3 separate regions of the Mus musculus genome follow, and all the other regions are linked to region 1. Evidence: chromatin contacts called from public promoter capture Hi-C data. All regions are on one chromosome and are shown on one strand. The core of a region is the stretch at or near the end of the contact, and the rest is flanking DNA. Distances in the headings are between cores, read along the strand shown.

What was found. Promoter capture Hi-C pulls out the DNA fragments that hold promoters and counts their contacts.
Region 2: a contact with region 1 is called in a promoter capture Hi-C map of fetal liver, with 4 times the contacts expected there. A contact is called at or near these places in 21 of 39 promoter capture datasets (the 3T3-L1 cell line, 3T3-L1-derived adipocytes, the C10 cell line and 13 more), 6 of 484 Hi-C or Micro-C datasets (B cells, ECoMG-derived neutrophils, embryonic stem cells and 1 more), 11 of 130 datasets of targeted methods (bone marrow-derived macrophages, embryonic forebrain, embryonic hindbrain and 5 more) and 4 of 9 other capture datasets (adipose tissue, embryonic stem cells, liver and 1 more).
Region 3: a promoter capture Hi-C map of embryonic stem cells shows a contact between it and region 1. A contact is called at or near these places in 27 of 39 promoter capture datasets (the 3T3-L1 cell line, the C10 cell line, the HPC-7 cell line and 16 more), 34 of 484 Hi-C or Micro-C datasets (the AML12 cell line, B cells, the Ba/F3 cell line and 21 more), 23 of 130 datasets of targeted methods (the 230-238 cell line, the SCID.adh cell line, astrocytes and 17 more) and 5 of 9 other capture datasets (adipose tissue, embryonic stem cells, liver and 2 more).

The regions. Positions count from the first base shown.
Region 1 is chr19:5,892,245-5,895,723 of GRCm38.p6, reverse strand. It overlaps Tigd3 (tigger transposable element derived 3), which reads left to right and starts at 1,596. Exons shown (of 2, transcript NM_001362045.1): 1 at 1,596-1,754; 2 at 2,607-3,479. The coding sequence starts at 2,624.
Region 2 is chr19:6,075,507-6,078,985 of GRCm38.p6, reverse strand. Vps51 (VPS51 GARP complex subunit) reads left to right here and starts at 1,799. Exons shown (of 10, transcript NM_001081041.1): 1 at 1,799-2,035; 2 at 2,494-2,623. The coding sequence starts at 1,808. It also overlaps a transcript of Tmem262 not described here.
Region 3 is chr19:5,724,560-5,728,038 of GRCm38.p6, reverse strand. Ehbp1l1 (EH domain binding protein 1-like 1) reads left to right here and starts at 1,722. Exons shown (of 19, transcript NM_053252.3): 1 at 1,722-2,122. The coding sequence starts at 2,019.

The DNA.
Region 1 (3,479 bases), core at 347-2,846:
CTGCATATAAGTCTGTGTACCAAGTATCCAAGATAGCCTGGAGCTGGAGTTAAAGGTGGTTTTGAGGGGCTGGGAATACAATCCAAGACCTTTAGAAGAGCAGACAGTGCTCTTCACCATCTCTTCAGCTCCTGAACTCTGGTCTCCTGTTTAAACTGCTAAACTATGTCACCAGCCCCACTTTGAGATTCTAAACAACTGGGAGATGGCTCAGCTAGTTAAAGCACTTTTCCCTTCTCTTCTCTTCTCTTCTCTTCTCTTCTCTTCTCTTCTCTTCTCTTCTCTCTTTTTTCCCCATTCATTTATTTATTGGCATCGTACCCCTGTCCAAGACAAGCACTTTGACTGTGAACCTGACCACCTGAATTTTGTCCCTGCATCCCAGATAAGGAGCTGGATGATGTGTGTTATTCCAGCACTCTTTTTTTTAAATTTATTTATTATATGTAAGTACACTGCAGCTATCTTCAGACACACCAGTCAGATCTCCTTAAGGATGGTTGTGAGCCACCATGTGGTTGCTGGGACTTGTACTCAGGACCTTCAGAAGAGCAGTCGGGTGCTCTTACCCGCTGAGCCATCTCACCAGCCCTTATTCCAGCACTCTTAGAGGGACATGGAAGTCAGAGACAGAATCTGCAGGAAGCTTAACATCCAACTGGGAGTATGCTACACAGCAAAGCCCTGCCTCAACAAGGAAGGGAACCCCTCCCAAACCTCTCTAGCTAAATACTTATATATCGACTGAAGTGTGCTCAGATTTTCCTAGAGCACCCTGAGGTCACTGTTGCCAGAGAAAGCTGAGCCCTGGCCTGCTACTGCACAGAGTTGTCTGGACTATGCACTGCCTGTTCTGCTATGTAGGCCAGGAGTACAGGGAGTCAGGCACTAATCCTTAGCAACTGAGTAGTCTTGAGGGCCAAAAAAGAAATGTGCAGATGAGACCACTAAAATAGATTTAAGAGAAAATATTTGGTTCGCAGGAGACGACACTTGGAGAGACTGACAGCATCCAGTGGTAAATGGATAGGCTCAAAACCTATGAAAAAGTGGGGTCCTGGCTGTTTAGGGGCAGGGAGGGCTAAGTTATCTACACCTAGTTACAAAGGAGGGAAGTGACTAACAGGAATTTAGATCTTGCCGTGACCCACCAAAACTGGTTAAAAAAAAAAATGTCCTTTCTTGCCACCGGTGTATTTTGTAGGCCGTTGGCAAGACCAGAGGCCAGCGCTGTCCATGGTAACTCTTTTGTGACTAAAAGCTTACATTCATTCATTTTCTCCTTTCATCTTGTTTCCAAAACAAATCCTGGAGGGCCGGTATCCCAGTTAGGTACCACGTAGGGATGGGGTCGAAATCACCTGGGTGGCTGTCAAGGCACGCCGGCTGGTCGACAAGTGATAGGCACTAAGGCCGGTTCTTCCCGCCAGACCCCTCCACTCAGGAAGCTCCTCCTCCGGAGGGCTGACAAACCGCCACTTCCACAGCATCCAATCAGATGTAACTGGAGGCGGGACAAGTTGCCGCTGATGGCTAATCAGTTTGTTAGGGCGGGGCTGCGGAGGGGCCGCGACGAGGTTTTCCCAGCCTTGAGAGACCCGGGTGAGGGCTGTGCGCGCTCTGCGCGCGCCCGCTCCAGAGCAGCCTCTCGGCGCGCTCTGTCCTCGGGTCGCGGCGCCCGTCACTCTCTGGTTCTGCTGAGGCCCAGGAACCTGGCTGGGGCAGGGACTGGAGGCGCGGGACGGCGCCTGGAGGTGGGTGCGGAGCGGGAGGCCCTGTAGCCGGGTGGGCGGGCGGGCTGGGGTCGACGCCTGTGTCCGTCCAGCCGACTGACGAGGGGTCAACTCAGCGAACCAGGGCGCAGAGCCCAGCGCTCGAGCCGCCTGCTTCCTGGCCGGTGCTCCCTTCTCTCTGATATCACTCCAGGCTATCACTGGGCAGAGGACACTTCTTCCCTTTTGCCCTCATCCTCCTCACCCTGTCTCCCTTTGTCGTCTTGGCATCTTCACTCTCCTGGTTGAACCGTTGGGTAGCTTTACCACCCCGCCTTGCCAGCGCCGAATTGTACTAGCGCCTTCAGACACCATCCATCTGGCTTTGTCATCTGTACCATCTCACCTGTTCATCTCGACTCTGTCCGTTCAGTCTACCACCTGCCTTCAGCCATCAAAATTCAACCTAGGTCCTCCTCCTCCTCATCTCCTCTCAGGGGACTCCTCCCTGGCACCCTGAATGTCCCCTACACCTGCCCCGCTCAGCCTCAGCCCCAGGCCTCTCCTTGTTTTTGCTCCTTTGTTGTCCCTGCAGCTGTCTCCTGGTTGTCTTTACAGCTGTGCTTTAGCCTCTATTCATCCTTCCACCCCATCAATACCAAACCCCAGCCCAGAATTCTCTCCACTTCGGACCAGAAACACTCGACTCTGCCAGCTCTCTTCTGGGTCTAGCCCTCTCCTCCCACAGCCTGGCCATCTCATGTCTCTTTCAGCTGGCCTGGTCTCCTCCAGCTTTCTGCATTCCAGAGAATTGCTCTGGCTTCAGGGGTCCCGACCTCTTCTGTTCTTCTTGCTCTCAGCCATTGGCACGCTCTCCTACTTTTCTTCCCCCAGCAGCTTCCCAGGGAGTCATGGAGCTGAACACCAAGAAGAAGCTTCACGCCCTGTCCCTGGCTGAGAAGATCCAGGTGCTGGAACTCTTGGATGAGTCTAAGATGTCCCAGTCAGAGGTGGCCCGGCGCTTCCAGGTCTCACAGCCCCAGATCTCACGGATCTGCAAGAATAAGGAGAAGCTGTTGGCAGACTGGTGCAGTGGCACAGCCAACCACGAGCGGAAGCGGAAGCGTGAATCCAAATACAGTGGGATCGATGAGGCTCTACTGTGCTGGTACCACATTGCCCGAGCCAAGGCCTGGGATGTAACGGGGCCCATGTTGCTCCACAAGGCCAAGGAACTGGCCGATATCATGGGCCAGGATTTCGTGCCTAGCATTGGCTGGCTGGTCCGCTGGAAACGTCGAAACAATGTGGGCTTTGGGACTCGCCAGGTCCTTGTCCCTCTGTTCCCTCCTGAAGCTCCTCCTGCAGTTCTCCCATCTCAGGCCCAGCCACCTCTTTCTCTTAAAGACTTCTCACCAGAAGATGTTTTTGGCTGTGCTGAAGTACCCTTGTTGTATCGCGCGGTGCCTGGCAGAGTGTTTGAATGTGATCGGTTGCAAGTACTGTTATGTGCCAACAGCAGAGGCACAGAAAAGCGAAGGGTATTTGTGGGTGGGCTCCAGGCGGCCCCAAGATGCTTCTTTGGGGTGAGCAGTGAGGCACTGCCTACCTCTTATCACCCTGACCTAGCCATTCCCTGGTCAGAGTGGCTGGCACAGTTTGACCAGGACATGGGACAGCAGGGCCGACAGGTAGCCTTGCTACTGGCTTCTGGAGTGGTAGAGGAATGGGCCAGCCTTCCTGGACTCCATCACGTTCGACTCCTGC
Region 2 (3,479 bases), core at 550-3,049, 180 kb before region 1:
CGTGACCTTCTCCTGATCACTTGCCTGGCCCACAATGTTCTAGGCAGGTGCACATCAGTACACCTGGGTTTTATTTTCATTTTGATTTTTTTTCCTGTATGGATGAGTATTTTGCCTGCATGCACATGTATTCCTGCTCCCCATGGAGACCAAAAAGATACTGGATCCCCCCCCCCCCCAGGGTGTTACAGACAGTTGTGAGCTTGGGGATTGAACCTGGGTCATCAGGAAGAGCAGCAAGTGAAACCATCTCTCCAGCTCAAATTCACTTTCTTAAAGCTTCGTGGGCTGAGATCCTCAGATGTACAGTTTCTAAATAGCCCCCTGGATAAGAAGGCAAGAAAATGTTTTGGTCCAAGACAAGTGAATACATGATCCCTTTAGTCTGTGACAAGAGCAACCATGCATGTCAGGCTGAGAAGCAGGCTGTGGACATGGTAGCACAGACTTTTAGTCCCAGCACTCAGGAAGCAGAGGTGGCTGGATCTCTGAGTTTGAGGCCAGCCTGGTCTACAATAATGAGTTTCAGGTCAGCCAAAGTTAGAGTGAGATGATGCCTCAAAGAGGAAGAAAGAGAGAGAAAAGAAAGGAAGGGTTTGAGCTGGCACAGGGTGAACTGCTCTTGCACTTTGGTTTCCAGCATCATGACGGGTAGCTCACACATGAGCTGTAACTACAGCTCTGAGTTATCCCCTGGTCTCTGCACACATAAATACACATATAATACTGGGGGCCGGACAGATGGCGATTTAATACCATTCAGAACTGTTTTTAGCTAGGCAGTGGAGCTGGTGACAGTGTTATCACATGCCTTTAGTCTCAACACTTGGGAGGCAGACAGGTTCTACACTAGGACCAGTTCCAGGACAGTCAGGGCTAAGCAGAGAAACCGTCTTGAAAAAAATAAAAATAAAAAGTATACCATTTAGATTTTTTTTTAACTCCTAATTTTCAGATAAAAACAGTGTTTGGTCTGCTGAAACTCCTGGCAGCCCAGCACCCTATCAGCCCATCCTCGGTAACGTTTACAGTACATCATTAGTAAAGTCTCATTTTCTTCTATTTAACTCCACATATAATCTGACCTCATCCCCTCTTAAGAGCTTCGTCTTTTTTTTTTTTTTTTTTTTTTTTTTTTTTGAGACAGGGTTTCTCTGTGTAGCCCTGGCTGTCCTGGAACTCATGGAACTCACTCTGTAGACCAGGCTGGCTGGCCTCGAACTCAGAAATTCACCTGCCTCTGCCTCCCAAGTGCTGGGATTAAAGGTGTGCGCCACTACGCCCTGCTGAGAGCTTCGTTTTATGCCTACATCTTTAAAACTTCCGAATTATCCTCAATCCCAACTGCTCACGTATCACATTTCACTAACTTCTTAAGATTAACATCTTAAATTCTCTAAGTAGAATAAAGTTTCTCATATTGAATGACTCCTTGGAGACAGAACCTTGGGAAACACTGCGTTAAAGCCATATTGCAGGCTACTAAATGGACGTTTGAACCTTGCAGACCCCCCCTGTGACGCATATTCGATCTTCTGCAAGTCTCTTTCCTGTGCGGATGCAGGATTGGGACGCCACGATTCACCCAAGTAGCACAGCAAAATCACAGAAACTCAACGATCCAGAAGTTCAGTGAAACCTCTGTGCTCCAGAAGGACAAGCGCAAGACGGAACTTTAGTCTCACATATCCTACAGCTGCAGAGGAACGTTTCACCTGAAGGACCGCCTGGTTGTAGCAAGTTTCTGGTCCCCGGAAGTGCATCTGTTCCCTCCCCTGCCTCACCCCTTTGAGTTGAGGTTGGAGCTATGGCGGCTGCGGCAGCTGTGGGGCCTGGCCTAGGGTCCGGGCCTGGAGACTCCCCAGAAGGTCCCGAGGCGGACGCTCCGGAGCGTCGGCGGAAGGCTCACGGGATGCTGAAGCTTTACTACGGCCTCTCGGAGGGGGAGGTGGCGGGGCATCCCGCAGGGCCTGACCCTCTGGACCCAACCGATCTCAATGGGGCGCACTTCGACCCGGAAGTTTATCTTGACAAGGTGTGTGTGTGAAATGGGGCGGGTCCAGACCCCAAATATCTTGGACCCTAGATCTTACTCCCGATTTGGTTGCTGTGGTGACGGCAGCGGGGTTTATAAGAGGACAGCCCTTACTAGGCAATAGAGGCAGATCTGGAGGCCAAGGGAGCCTGGGCCTGACTTGAGGTCACACTGGGTCTGAGGTCTCGGTGCTGGCTCGTGGTAGTGGGTGTGACCATGCTCTTGACAGGCGCTAGGCAGGGCCTAGGTTGACTTTAAACTAAGCCAGAAGACCATGAACGCTGACAAATCCCAAATTGGGTCTAACCTGTGAAGTGTGCTACTTAAAGTGTGCCACTTATGGAATTCCTGATAAGGGTGGGATTGGAGTTGTCTTGCACTGAAATCCAACTAACGTAAAGCAGGGTAGCAGGACGTGAGTGAGCACTAACGCTGACTGTTCCTACCTGCTTCTCTAGCTGCGTAGAGAATGTCCTCTGGCCCAGCTGATGGACAGTGAGACGGACATGGTACGGCAGATCCGGGCTCTAGACAGCGACATGCAGACCCTGGTCTATGAGAACTACAACAAGTTCATCTCAGCTACAGGTGACCCCACTGGGACACACTCCTCAGTCTTACACCACCCCCACCAGGTCCTCACCCCGTGTTAAGAAAAACAGGGATTAAAGGAAAGAGACCCAGATTACAATTGGGTCCCAACCTTAATCCACTGCTGCTGAAGTGATGACTCCTGTGGGGGTGGGGTTTGTCCAAAGGACCAGCGCTGGGAAGGAAGAATGAAATGCAGTGAGTTTCTCTGCAGCACTTAGGAAGCACCAGCGTTTCAGTAAGCTTTAGCTTTGTTTGTTTATTTATATTGTGCACATGCATATGTGTGGGACACAACATTTGTGTGGGGGTCAGAAGACAACTTTCAGGAGTCTGTATTCTCCTTCCACCATGAGGGTGCCAGGGATTGAAGTCAGGTTATCAGGCTTGGTGACAAACACATTTGCCTGCTACTAAGCCATCTCAAAGTCAATTAAAATTTTTGTTAAAAATGTTATTAGTGGTAACTTTTGTTTCTGGTCAGTCTGCCTTCAGAGCAGATTTGCCACTCTCTCCCCCTCTGTCTGTATCCTCATTCCTTAAGATTTACTAATAGTTTTTGGGTCCAGGAGTCACCCCACAAACCACATGAACACCAATCTCAGTCACATAGGCACGGTTATTGAGTGCACACCCCAAGACTAATTGATTAGGGCAACAGCTCACAGATTCGGGAGCTGACAGCCACATACCTGTACACTGTCCGGGGTCAGACTTTATAAGGAAAAAGCCATAATGAGCTCATAAGCAGATACAGGGTGGGCTGCAGGGTGGGCAGCCTTTTTTCAAGTGTGTTAGTAGTTTAGACATTCTGGTCAAACTAACCCCTTGTCTAGCTTGGCTCTGAGTAAAG
Region 3 (3,479 bases), core at 473-2,972, 170 kb after region 1:
CAAGTGTAGTCTACGTTCTGCCGGCAGGTGGCGCCCAAGACCCCCTAGCGAAAGGCTTAATGGGCGTGAGATGCGAATCTTCCCTCTTGCGGGCAAGGTTGGAAGCTGGCCCTGCAGCAATATGAAAGCGGTCAAGTCTTTTCCCCTTGGGCTCTACGTTTTCGAACCCAGCATGCCCTTCCGCCTTGCTTTGAGCCTTTTGGGAAGGAAGGAGCCGCCCATCTTGAGGAGAGAAACTTTCCACCTCCCGTGCTGGGAGGAGTTGGCACAGGAAATGGGTGGGCCGGAGCTGCCTGACCCAGGGGCCCATCCCCATGAATAGGGAAAGGTCCAAGAAGAGTCTTAGAGTTGGTGCCCCGTGAGCTGTAGGGATTGCTGGGAAGGAGGGGTGTGGAGGCCGAAAGGAGTAAACAAGTTTCAGTTTGTAGACAAGCCTTGGAAGGGAGGGAGATGGCAGCCGGGCTCAGAGCATCGTTTCGCCTGGCTCAGGCCCCTGTGCTGCAGTCTCAGAGCACCCAGCCTACCCCGAGACAGCACGAAGGACCTGTAGGGTTGCACATAAACTGCTTCCGTAGAGAGGAAGCAGAGGACCACAGCGATATGATAGACAAAACTGGGTGTTCAGCCCACAGGAATAAGCCTGCACATTCTCAAAGTTGCACCCAAGCATCCTCATCCCCACCTCCTACCATAGTCACTTGCCTGCTGAAGATGCCGATAGGCTAACACGCCTGCAAGACCAGACATCCTAACCAAATTGAGGGTTACCAGGCAGGTGACACGTTGATGTGTTGCTCCAGGCCATCTCTCTAGCTGGGTATAAAACACCTTGCAAGGCTCATTACAGTGTGAATTGGATGTGTGAGCGATAAGGAGTCTAATCTAGGTGTTAACACAGCAGCTAACGCCCCAGGGACTTCCCAGGGGAGGAGCAAAAACCACCCATGTACATATTTTCTCTAGTTCTGATAACGGATTGCGCGTAATGAGACAAAATCAGCCCAGCCCTAAGCCAACCGCTTTCCCCATCTTCAGACTTCAATGACATACATAAAAGATAGAACTGTAATTGGCCCCATTTAACAGACTTCAAAACTGAGGCGCAGAGTGTGTGCTTTGTTCAGGGTGGCACTCTTTAGTAAAAACTAGTGAGTTTGAGGCCAGCCTGATCTACAAAGTGAGTTCCAGGACAGAAAAACCCTGTCTCGGGGGGGGGGGGGGCACCAGACAGACAGACAGACAGAACCTTTCACTGCTTGTGAGATGTGAGGATTGTTTTCCCTTGTGCCATATGAGGAGTCAGGTTTGGAGACTCTAGGTATATCTCACCAAGGCTGGCTCTGGGGCTCTGCATGGGTGCTAACAAGAATCTCCCACCCCAGAGTTAAGAACCGTTAACTCTGGCTCAGTGGACGGTTCTTTTCCTTTCTAGGTCTCTACTTTACAAGCTTGGGAAATGGGGTACCAACCAGTACCAAGGTTGCAGATATAAGGGAGACAGCAGAGGCAGCTCTTTTGGAGGGTGGCACCAAGTTGAGGGCTGCCACCTCTTGGAGCTCACACGTCACCCTAACCCCATTTGACTCGCGGGCGCCCATCAAACCGGCTTTGCGATCGGTACTCATTCCTTCCACCCCCGAACCGGGTACCCGGGTGTCCAAGTCCGGACGCTAGATCCCGGAAGCAGGGTCGCCCCGCCCCGCGCTGCAGCCCCGCCCGCCTTCGGACGCGGGGCGAGGGGGGGGGGTGCGGCTCCAGGAAACGGCGCGCTCGCTACTCTTGAGCTGAGACCAGCTCGACGCGCCGCGACGGCCCCGCAGACTCAGCCAGCCCACCAGGCGGACCCCGGGCAAACTCAGCCTAGGTCTAAACCTCAGACATATCTACACGGACGGGGCGGACAGATCCGGTGACAAAGAAAAGAGCTCCAGAGACCATGGGGACCCTGGCTGAGCCAGCAGTGGTGGGCAAGAGGGAGTCCCAAGCCTGAGAAGAGATCCGGCAGAGTTCCTCAGGCCATGACTTCAGTGTGGAAGCGCCTGCAGCGGGTTGGCAAGCGGGCCGCCAAGTTCCAGTTTGTGGCGTGTTACCATGAACTGGTGTTGGAGTGCACCAAGAAGTGGTGAGTAGAAGCGGGGCCTGAGGGAGTCCCCTAAGACTGATGTGGGACTCAACTTAGTTTGACTCGTTTGAACCTGGAAAAAAAATCCTCTCAAGTCTAAAGGCTAAAGGGGTTCCCATCCTAGGTATTCCAGACACTGAAGTGCCTGGCAGGTTGGGGGGACTCCTGTTGTGGAGAACCTTGTGGGGGTCAAGACTCGGTGGCTTTGGGAGAATCAGCCTGGGCCCACATTAAATCGGCTGTGGTCAGGACTCGGGGAGAAGCCCTCAAGCCAAGGACAGCGGTCTAGGGTAGCAGTGGAAAACGGAACAAGATTTTAGGGCTCCAGGGGGCTTTGGGTGGAAAAGACTTCATGGTTCCTAGTCCAGTTCAGGGTGAAAATGTGGCCTTCTCTTTTTCAGCCCCTCCCCCTTCAGCCAGAGTGGGCCCCAGAAGCTGGTGCTGTCTCCACAATGTCCTTAAAAGGGGAAACTGAGCTTGGATGGATAACAGGGAGGCGGGGAGAGGCTTAAAGGGGCCTGAAGTCCTAGGAGCTGGTGGGTTCAGGAGAGGGTCCGTGGAGGGAAAGAGAGTTGGGTGAGGGGACGACTTGCAAGAGAGGACAGGTCTTGTATTGGACTGTCAAGGGCCCCTGGGGGCATCTGGCTCACATGTCCCCACCGGGCAGCTGCCCAGGCCCCTGCGTCACACCCTAAATATATGTGCTCACCGGTGTCAGCTTCCCTTGGCTGGATTAGGGCACAGCTGTGGGGGCCTCACAGGCCAGGCAGGGCTAAATATAGACTCCCAAGGGGGAAGAGCTGGGGTAGGCCGGAACCATGGGGTCTAAGGAGGCGAAGGAGCAGAGGCTGGGGTCTTTGGGGGTAGCACCATTAATCATCAGCCTTGAACATGCTGAGTGTACCCGGAGGCCCTTTATACCGTAAAGGGTAAGGGAGCGTAAGAACTAGTTAGGCTAACACAGCAGAGCTAGCACTTGAACTCTGGCCTCTGGCTCCTGCCCCAGCACGCTGGGTGAGGCCAGAGGGACACTGGGCATGGTTCTGGTGAGCAGACAGACTATACAGACGGTGTCAGTGGGCTGAGTCACAAGTAAATGGGTAAGGCCCCGCTGGGTTTCTTAGCCAGGAGGCCAGGACAGGAAGCTGGCCCCTGCCTAGGTCATGGCTTCCCAAGAAGGCGTGGCGGCCTGAGTCAGGCTACCCAACCAGGCCACACCCTCCCAAGGCACCCGCTATTTCCCTTTTCTGGGACAGCTTGGCTGGGCCATTGCCTGTGGTTTGAAGCCTGGGGATGGTTGCTTACTTCTGGGTCAGAGGACTCTAGACTCAGCTGTGTGACCTTATCTAGCCGGCAT